Linked DNA regions of Sus scrofa: all the other regions are linked to region 1. The links are chromatin contacts, called in public Hi-C and promoter capture Hi-C maps. All regions are on one chromosome and are shown on one strand. Each heading gives the region's core, a stretch centred on a gene start, on an enhancer-like site or on the middle of the called end of the contact. The rest is flanking DNA. Distances are from core to core; before and after follow the strand shown. Region 1 holds the start of GMNN (geminin). Region 2 holds the start of ALDH5A1 (aldehyde dehydrogenase 5 family member A1). Region 3 overlaps KIAA0319 (dyslexia-associated protein KIAA0319 homolog).

Evidence for each region. Promoter capture Hi-C pulls out the DNA fragments that hold promoters and counts their contacts. A called contact is a pair of places that touch in the nucleus more often than the background predicts.
Region 2: a Hi-C map of liver shows a contact between it and region 1, with 4 times the contacts expected there. The contact joins the promoter of ALDH5A1 here to the promoter of GMNN in region 1. A contact is called at or near these places in 2 of 5 promoter capture datasets (fetal liver and liver) and 4 of 47 Hi-C or Micro-C datasets (alveolar macrophages, heart right ventricle and liver).
Region 3: a contact with region 1 is called in a promoter capture Hi-C map of liver, with 7 times the contacts expected there. The contact joins the enhancer-like site here to the promoter of GMNN in region 1. A contact is called at or near these places in 2 of 5 promoter capture datasets (fetal liver and liver), 31 of 47 Hi-C or Micro-C datasets (adipocytes, adipose tissue, alveolar macrophages and 17 more) and 2 of 2 datasets of contacts at active chromatin or transcription factors (alveolar macrophages and skeletal muscle).

Annotation. Positions count from the first base shown.
Region 1 is chr7:19,584,395-19,587,650 of Sscrofa11.1, forward strand. GMNN (geminin) reads left to right here and starts at 1,574. Exons shown (of 7, transcript XM_003128203.5): 1 at 1,574-1,750.
Region 2 is chr7:19,349,754-19,353,009 of Sscrofa11.1, forward strand. ALDH5A1 (aldehyde dehydrogenase 5 family member A1) reads left to right here and starts at 1,732. Exons shown (of 10, transcript NM_001244467.1): 1 at 1,732-2,192. The coding sequence starts at 1,839. The region is part of intron 1 of GPLD1 (phosphatidylinositol-glycan-specific phospholipase D); the gene reads right to left.
Region 3 is chr7:19,430,398-19,433,653 of Sscrofa11.1, forward strand. It overlaps KIAA0319 (dyslexia-associated protein KIAA0319 homolog), which reads right to left. Exons shown (of 22, transcript XM_005665630.3): 5 at 1,588-1,686. Among named protein-coding and RNA genes, the nearest start is that of KIAA0319, 56 kb to the right of the region's middle. Within about 2 kb of position 1,589, at least 5 of the 83 cell types and tissues checked have an H3K27ac peak or open chromatin away from gene starts, as enhancers often do. A contact at or near this core is called in adipose tissue and liver, where this site is marked.

The DNA.
Region 1 (3,256 bases), core at 324-2,823:
CAACTGAACTGCACAGGTATAAAGCTGAATTAGTTAATTTGTTACATCCACTCATTTAGGAGGCAAAGCAGAGGGTGAAACGCTTCAAAATCTGGGGGCTTCACAATTTTTTCCTAAAGAAGGCATCATTTCCTTTATGTTGAACTTAAAAAAAGTCAAACAACACTAAAATGAATAAAGTAAAAGTCTCTCCATGCCTTTCCAAAACTAACCAATAGTATTAGCAACTACATATAACATTGGGGGTAGGTGGGCTTCATGATACATCTAGAAACTCAATTCTCTTATTGCCTCTGTAGATTTCTAACTATGGTAACCTCTAGGTTCTAGCCTTCTGGTTTGGTTATCACTTTCATATGGAAGACATTTTTCTCTCCCAGCTTTTTCGTTCTGGAAAGAAATAACATTAGGTACTCTGCTTTATGCTATACTTAGTACAGACTACCTGAATGTAACTTTTTATATATTTTTAATATATACTTACTATTCGGGCTCTTTTCATCAGTGATGTCTTTTTACCACGTGGCTGAACGAAGAAATTAGAAGTCAGATTTACTACTTTGACTGGCTGGTGTTTCAAAGTCAAATTACACAGTACTTATACTTACCACGCTGATCATCAGAATTTTTACTCTGGAAACACAGTCGTCTAGGGATAGCTCTCCAACCAATGGATTGTTTCCCTTATTTAGAATTTAGATTTTCACGCTACATTTTCCCCCAAAGAAAACTAGAATCCTAGGACTATGCTTTGTATACTTTGAGCTCTTTCAAAAAGAATTCCAGTGGTGCAGGTGGCAGGAGGTGGGCACGCAGGATGGCAGGGTATGGGGCTAACAAAACATTTCCTAAAGGCGGTGCTAAGCATAGTCAGGAGATACTTCTTTCCTTCTGAGAATGACAATCCCACCAAAGTTAAGAAATGGGAAAAAAGACTTGTATTAATAGCTATGGTTGGTGTAAAAAAAGATTTAACAATACCCTGATAAACTGAAATGTACTATGCCCAGAAAGTTGAGAAGTTTGTGAAATGACTAGAAAAAAAAAAAAAAAGCTAGACGCAATTATCACTTAGGTTTTTCTGCTCCTTCAAATTGCAATAGCCATTGCATTCCGGTGCCTAGAACAGTACTTTGTACGAATATTAGGATGACTATTAGTATTCCTTGCAGGATTAGGCCTTCTGGCACTACTACAACACAATATAGTCATATACAAAGCGCCAAAATATAAACGGTCTTAACACATTTAGGAGGCCGTGGATCGAAGGCTTTACAGAACAAGTCCTGTACTATATATAAAATATTTTGTTCTCCCGATGTTTGTCTAGCGGGGGCAGACCTTTGCCCCGCTTGTAAAGAGCAAAAAAAACATTCGAATCTGGAGGAAGTTCCCAGTGCAGGTCGAAGTGCAAAAGCCGAGGGTACAAGTGACCCACGGAGTTAAGACCGCCGACTTCCCGACCCAAATACCTGCTACGCCCTACGCGCAGGCGCAGAAAAGGGAAGGGGGCCGAAGAGGGCGGAGGCGAAAGGCCATTCGCCGGATTCAGGTGGCCCCGCCCTCCGTCACGCGCCAGACGGTCACGTGGCCGCCCGGAGCCGGAGGGTGGAGTTTTACTCTTTTACAGTCGCCACCCGGCAGGAGTCCAGCCCCTGTGGGTACGAACGCGGGTTGGTTTTGGACCCTCTGCGAGGCGCCGCTACCACAGCTACCTGCGTTCGTTACAAGGATTTCCTGCTTCCACCCGGTAAGTGTGAGAGAGGTGACCAGAGAGAGTGGGTCGCAGAGGCTGCTGGACGAGCCACTTTGGGCTTCGGCCGGCCGGAAGTCGCGCACTCCGGTGACAGCTGCCGGAGTCTTAGTGAAAGGACTGTTGAACCGTCCCGGCAGCCGGGACGGGGGGGAAGGAGGTGAGGCTCGGGGCTGCCCCATTGGTTAGGTCGGTTTTTGGCGCGCTGTTCCTCCGCGCTCGCTATTGGCTGGCGCGCGCCGTCCCTGACGCGCGCTCTGCGGTTGGAGGGCCCCGGCGCGCGGCCCGGATTGTCCGCCCCTTGCTGGTTTCTCCCTCCCTGTGTCCCCAGGACTAGGTGGCGGGGTCGCGGGGTGGCTTGTGTGCAGCTGGTTCGTGTGAGGACACCAGCTTGGGCGTGCCTGGCTTTCGGGATGAGGCGGACCACCCTCTTGACCAGTAAGCAACTGGCGGTGACCCGAGGGGTGTCCCTGAATTCCGCGTCTCTCATTTAAAAAAAACTGGACTTGATGACATTTAGTTTCACCTGTTTATCAGAATTTCCTAGAACCCAGTGCTATGCTAGAGTTCAATCTAATTATTTTAAAAAATTAGATAAGGTAGTTCCCTTGTGGCGCAGCGGGTTTTGGAACCGGATTGTCGCTGTAGCGGCTTAGATTCGATCTGTGGCCCAGGAACTTCCACATACTGCGGGTGCGGCCAAAAAAAATTAAATAAAAAAAAACCCTAGGTAATAAAAAGTAAGTGAGGGTGTAAGGTTGTTGGCGGGAGTGTAATGAACAAGTGAAGACTTTTTTGTGTTGTTGTCTTTTTTGCCATTTTCTTGGGCCGCCCCCGCGGCATATGGAGGTTCCCAGGCTAGCGGTCGAATCGGAGCTGGCAGCTAGCTGCCAGCCTACGCCAGAGCCACAGCAAGGCAGGATCCAAGCCGAGTCTGCAACCTACACCACAGCTCACGGCAACGCCAGATCGTTAACCCACTGAGCAAGGGCAGGGATCGAACTCTCAACTTCATGGTTCCTAGTCGGATTTGTTAACCACTGAGCCACGACGGGAACTCCTACGTGAAGACTTGATTCTTGTTGCTGTTCATCTTTTAAAATCGTGGCATATACTAAAGCACATTTTTCACATAACGGTTTAGGACTCAACCCTCCAACTAAATTAGAACCTTCACGAAACACTATTTATTACTCACATGCCATGCATTTTGATGTTTTCTCATCTCTTCAGTTTTGTTCAGTTACATTTTTTCAAACACCTACTAAGTGATTTTGGAATCCCAGGCTGCCACCCGCAGTTTGGAAATCATTGTCCTGGCTCAGTTTAGTTGGTCCTGACCAGCATTTGCTTAACATGAAATAGAATGGAAAATAGGGTACATCACACAATTAGGTGAAGCTTTGTTTCCTAAGCTTTTTCGTTGGCATTTGTGTGCCCTAGGGCACGGTTTATAAAATGTATTCACGCGAGATGGATCATAGTCAAAAGTTAGAAAGCCAC
Region 2 (3,256 bases), core at 482-2,981, 230 kb before region 1:
TCTACAAAAAGGCTCCGCAAAAGCCAGAAAGGTGAGCTCTACTATCTCAACTCAGTAGAAATACAGAAGGGGAGTTTTTTGAGACTTCTGATCCCAAATCAGTGCGTAGAGTCAGGCTTCATTTGAACCCACGAATTCTGAGTAAAGGCCTGCTATTTTTACTTTGATCTGTGTGGAAGATGAAGCTTCCTTTCTGCTTCTGGGGCTTTAAGCAAAGTCTAATTGTGACTCTACCTTGATTGATTGATTTTGACAAATGGTCCCATACCTAGTTGGTGGCCTAACTTTAATCTTACTACTTGTTTGACCTAGAGCAGCCAGCAAGGCTTTGAACTTTGTGCTGAATTTAATGTAGCTACTGTACTGAGCATTATACATTATCTCACAGCATACCTATGGGGTGGGTATTGTTGCTTTCTACAAAAGAGAGGGCCAAGGTTAAATAACTTGGGGAAGTGAAACTGACAGTATTAATGTCCTGAAATGGGCCTAAACCCAGATTGGAACTTGAACCCATGTGCCTGGACTTAAACCTGGCCTAAACCCAGATTGGAACTTGAACCCATGTGCCTGGACTTAAACCTGGCTTAAACCCAGATTGGGACTTGAACCCACAGTTTTGTATTAGAATCACTCACCCTGTGTCTGGACTCACTTAGGTTCAGATTCTTCATGTCTCCACACAGAAGGAATTCAGCGAGAGACAAAGTGATAGGTAAGAAATAGACTTATTGAGTGCTTGTGAGAAATGCAAGCAGGCAGGCAAGGAAGCTCTGCCTGGAGGATCTGGTGGGCTACAGTTTTATCACCCCAGGGGAGTGGGGATTGGAAACGCCCACCTCTTCCTTTCTGGGAGTGGTAGCTCCTCCTCAGTATCTGGTAAGGTGTGTATTCAAATCCGCAGAAGGGTGGTCCTCAGACTCTTGCCCTTGGTCTGAATATGAAAGCAGGCCTAAGCTCACCCCCCACCCAAAGACCTGAGGCAATTCTCAGGGCTCCACTAGTGAAGCAAACCTCCCTTGTTCTGATGGTTTTTTGAGCAATTTATTTACTTACAGCAGTCTCCCAAGGTCCCCTAAGTTTCCTTCCTTAACTCCCGTCTTTTATTGGGACTTCTAAAAATACCCGTGCCTACTCCATTCCTATCAGCAGATCACAGCTTGTCAACAACAGATTCTGAATTGGGATCCAAATCTGTTTCCAAAGACGCTTGCACCAAGGGCACCCCTGCTCCCAATTAATGGAGCTTATTCGCTTAGACACACATCCAGAAATGCATCCTGGCAGTAGAAAGCTGGACCCCACTGCATCTCTTGGGCGAACTCTCGCTAGGTTTACACCCTAGGTTCACAGGAGCTATGGCAATGAAGAATCGTGCGTGATCACGACTTTAGAAGGTGGGGCAGACACCAGCACATCCACAGACCAAGGACAAATTCCAGCGGCAGGGGTGGGACGGGGTGTGGGTTTGCAGAAATTGTGGGGAGGGGGAACAGCTCTCCTGCAGGGGTTGAGGGGCTAAGGAATAGTTGCAAACGAGAGGAACAAAGGTGACGGCGGTCCCCAGGTGCATCTCCCAGCGAGCCTCCTCATCCCCCCCCCCCCCAAGACTCTTGCCAGGTCGCGCAGAGAGCCAAGCCCCGCGCGGCAGTCAGGATCAAGGTCTAGAGTCTGCGTGTCGGTGCAGCGCAAAGGGCGCGGGGAGAGGGCGCTGCACCGCGTCGCTGCCATTTTCAGCCAGCGTCTGCCGCCAGCCGGGCTCGTCACCGCCGCCGCCCGACCCCTGTGCTCGGGTGCGCGCTCTCGCTTGCGTGCTTCCTGCCGCCGCCGCCGGGACCATGGCGACCTGCTTTCGGTTGCGGGGCTGCCTGACCCTGCACCTCCCCACTGCACCTGCGATCCGCGGCCTCCGCCCCCGCGCCGACTGCCTGGTGGCCACCACGCGGCCCTCGCCAGGCCCGGCCCCGATCCGCCGCTATGCCCGGGGCACAGAGGGCCTTTCCTCGGCACTGCTGCGCACCGACGGCTTCGTGGGTGGCCGCTGGCTCTCGGCCGCCTCCACCTTCCCGGTGTACGACCCGGCCAGCGGCGCCGAGCTGGGCTTGGTGGCCGACTGCGGGGTGTCCGAGGCCCGCGCCGCGGTGCGCGCCGCCTATGAGGCTTTCTGCACCTGGAAGGGGGTCTCGGCCAAGGTGAGTGCTCGCCGGGTCCGCTTTGCCTCCTAGTGAAACTAGCTGTCACCTCCCCCTCCCCACCTCTCCAGGATTCACCTTGGGTAAAGTCAGAGTGACATGACAAGAGATGATCAACACAGAAGTTTGGAGCGTCGGTCGGCTTTGTGCCAAGCACAGTGCCGAGAATTAAGGCACACGGCCCCGCCCTCCAGGGTCCAGTAGGGATGGCAGAACACAAACGTGTAATTACAAGCGAGCAGACTCTATGGTGAACCTGGAGAGAGGCCTGACTGGAGGTGGGGGGCCGGGGTGATGAGGGGGGCGGTGCCAAGGCAGGTGAGAGCACTTGCGACCCTTCTGAGCGCTTGCAGTACCTCTCGGAGCCGCTAGGAGACGATGCAGTGGTCTGCAAGGAGGCTACAGCAGTGGGTGCCCGGGTACAGTGGGTGCCCGGGCTCAAGTCACCAACCTGGCAGCAGAGAGCTGGGGAAAGAATCTGGCTCTGGGCAGGGGAAGGACCAATTCCTGCCCCATTCTCCAGGTTTGGGGCCTGAATAGAGAGATACTCTTAGCTGACAGAGTAGTGGAGAATTGAATGTTGTAAGGGGGAGGGAAGAGTCACAACTATTTAGAGATTTCCTTCCTCCATTTATTATATGACTGACATCTAGAGGCAGCCCAATAAAGTCATTTTCTACCGTAGCCCTTAAGTATCCTCCCTCCGAAGGAAGATACTCATCCAGCAACGAGGTGCACCCAAGTACCCAAGGGCGTCTTAACATGAGTTCATCCATCAGGTATTTTCTGAGCACCTGCTATGCCAGGCAGTGGGGGAGGTGCTGGGGAATCAGCAATCAAGAGAATTCTTGCCCACCCCACCACGGAGTTCACTTGGGGTTGGGGAGATTAACCTGTAAAGGAAACCTAGCTAAACAAATATGTTAGAAGTGATGGATGCTATGGGGCGGGGGGCAGGTAGAGAAGGCTAAGAGGATCGGAGGCCAGAGATAAAAGGCAAGATGCAAGGTTAAATAGTGAGGGCAGGTATATTCGTTTGCTTGGGCAGCCAGAACAAATTATCA
Region 3 (3,256 bases), core at 339-2,838, 150 kb before region 1:
TTTTTTTAAAAACTGCCCTAATTTCATTGTTAGCATTTGATGACTTTCCTTCCAGACCACTGCATCTACTATACATATAAATTTTAACACAGTGTAATCGACTGTACTTTTTCTCCTTTTAATAAAAGGCAAGACGATTTCAATTCATTTCTTCTGTCTTAAGGGTTTATAGAAGGACACAAAAAGAGATTAAATGTCTTTATATTAAGCTGTCTGCCACTGAGGAGTACTAGTGATTAAAGTATGAGGGACAAAACACAAATGACAAATGTCATCTATATTAAATTTTGATCCATTTATGATAGGGAAAATGAATAGGGAACTAATTAATATTTATGAGAAATAGTCAAACACCTTAAGAATGAAAATACTTTAAGAAATAAAAAATAGAGTTGCTATATGATCCAGCAATCCCACTCCTGGGCATATATCCAGACGAAACTATAATTCAAAGAAATATATGCATCCCTAAGATCATAGCAGCACTATTCACAATAGCCAAGACATGGAAACAACTAAATATTCATCAATGAATGAATGGATAAAGAAGGTGTGGTACATATATATAATGGAGTACTACTCAGCCATAAAGAAGAATGAAATAACGCCATTTGCAGCAACATGGATGGACCTAGAGATTATTACACTAAGTGGAGTAAGTCAGTAAAGGACAAATGCCATATGATGTCACTTATATGTGGAATCTAAAATATGACTTCAGTGAATTTATCTGCAAAACAGAAACAGACTCACAGACATAGAGAACAGACTTGTGGTTGCCAAGGGGAGGAAGGAGGGTGGGAAAGTGATGGATTGGGAGTTTGGGATTAGCAGAAGCACACTATCATATATAGGATGAATAAACAACAAGGTCCAACTGTATACCACAGGGAACTATACTCAATAAACTGTGATAAACTATAATGGAAGAGAATATAAAGGAGAATGTATATATATATGTATAACGGAATCACTTTGCTGTACAGTAGAAATGAACACAATATTGTAAATCACCTACATGTCAATAAAATATAATTTTAAAAGAAAGAATACATTTGACAGGTCACAGGAATAGGTCAAATGTGCGCTCAGTAGCAGAGTGCTGAACTGGCAAAGAAAGAGCATTTTAAAAAAACATGTCTGAACAGCTGGGGTGAGGATCCCGAGAACCTCAGAGCTGTGTTATCACGAAATATCTGCAAACAAACCTTTGTGTACATGCTACCTTCCTTACCTGACAGTGGACTCTTTCCAGGCTCTGTGGGTCATTACAAGCCAAAGGCTGGTATGTATAAACCTCTCTTGTTCTAAGATATCACTCTGCTTTGCACCATCAGAAACAAATGACTTTCTATCCTGACCAATTATAGGAAACGTGTCATATTTAATTTCCTATCCCCTCACTCCATTTTAAACGTTTCAACTTTGATGCTGATGATCATCAAAGCCTCTGGAGTGACATCCGCTCCAGAGCGACATTCACAATGTTCTGAAAATGAATCAATGTTGTAACTAACTAGTCAAGACCCTTTAAGGACATGCCAGCGAAAAGCCTCTACTGGTCCCAGAGCAAAGTCCAGTTCTCACCTGCAGGGGGCACTGGCACAACAGAAGCCTTCAGTTCAACTTCGTTTTCCGGTAAAGTTATTATTAGGTTATCGCCAGCAGACACCATGAGTTCTTTCACTAAAGGTTAATTAGAAATAGTACGTCTCATTATGTACTTTCATGTTATATTACTGCCCTGTAATATATTTGTTTTTGTTCTTAGCATCCATAAAATAAAATAACACACTTTTGCAATAGTTCTTTATGCAACTTTATCTAGGACACTTTGTCTCTCTGGCAAGTAACAACTATACCCTGTATTATGCTGCAGGGTTGATCTGGTACATTTAAAACTGTCTATGTGAGTAGGCACTGTGGAGAAAATAATGTTTCAGATTGAGCAAAGTGCCGGTGACAAGAGTTGTGTGAAACAGGTGGGGTACTGTGGATTGGGTCTATTTTCTCTCTTGCTACCAGCTTTGCTTGACTCCCTGGTATGTGCTATTTTCAGTCATAAAGAGATGGAGTGTTGTCATAAGTGTTTCTGTATCATTAGTCACACATCACTCAGTCTTTCTGATAGTAACCGCATGAATTACCGCAATGGCCTTGCCCCTGGAAACTTTTTGAGGAAAAAAACAGTCAATTTCAATATAAAAAGGTGATTTTAACTCAAGCAGGAGGAACATTCACTCTCAGTAAAACCACTCATCCACTAAATCGGCATTCAGAATAATGCTCGTTTCCTTGCTCTAAAAATACCTTCAATTGGCTTGACTCAACTGGACTTTATTTCTCTTAAAAAAAATACAATTGAGATATGTCAAGATACCACATAGAGAAGAACAAAGACTAAGAAAAAAAAATCTGAGTGCTTTCTAGAGGTCCCAACTGCTTGGAGATGCTCATTTAAATCCACTTCTCTCCTCTCAGTCTACACTCAGCCCCTCAAGTGCCTTCCTAGACCAGCTGCAGCGGCTTCGCTGTCCTCTCTGGCTCCTCTTTCCTGTCACTTTCACTGACTCTTTGTAAGAAAAATGAGCAATTATGGACCTAGAAAGGACATGAGACCAAACCCATCACTTCACAGATGAAGAAACTGAGCCCTACAAAGGTAATGCAAGTTGTTCGAGACTATGTGGATCACGTGCCATAAATCCACCAACATTTAACTAATTCAAATGTATTTATCTCAATAGCCACTTATTTACCAGATTAAACTGTGCCAGGCACTTTTCCAAGGGCTTTAAAATGATCCATTAACTTTATCCTCTAACAGTCTATGCAACAGGTGCCGTTAGAACCCAAGGATGCTAATTCCTAGGCAGTCTCCCTTTCAGTATACTACACAGCTTCTCCTCCACCATTATCCTTCTCTCTACTGAAGCTCAGGATCAAATAACCAAGGAAGAGAGGGTGATCATCAAAGTATATGACCCACAAAAAGGCTCAGGCCACATGACAAAATCTCTAACTTCTTTAGTAGTAAATCCGATGGGAGCTTTTCCGTCCTCCTGTAACAAACACATGGCCCGCTCATCACTTCTTCCAACATGGAACCCTCTCCTCTCTCCTTCCCTCCGTCCATGCTCTCCTTTCTCTCCTTCCTCTTTGTCACGGCCACTCGGGCAGCTCCTTCTGCTCTTCAAGCTCCTGATGTAATGCCACCTCCAAAGTTCCCACCCTCAGGCCTCTCCCCAGCTCACCC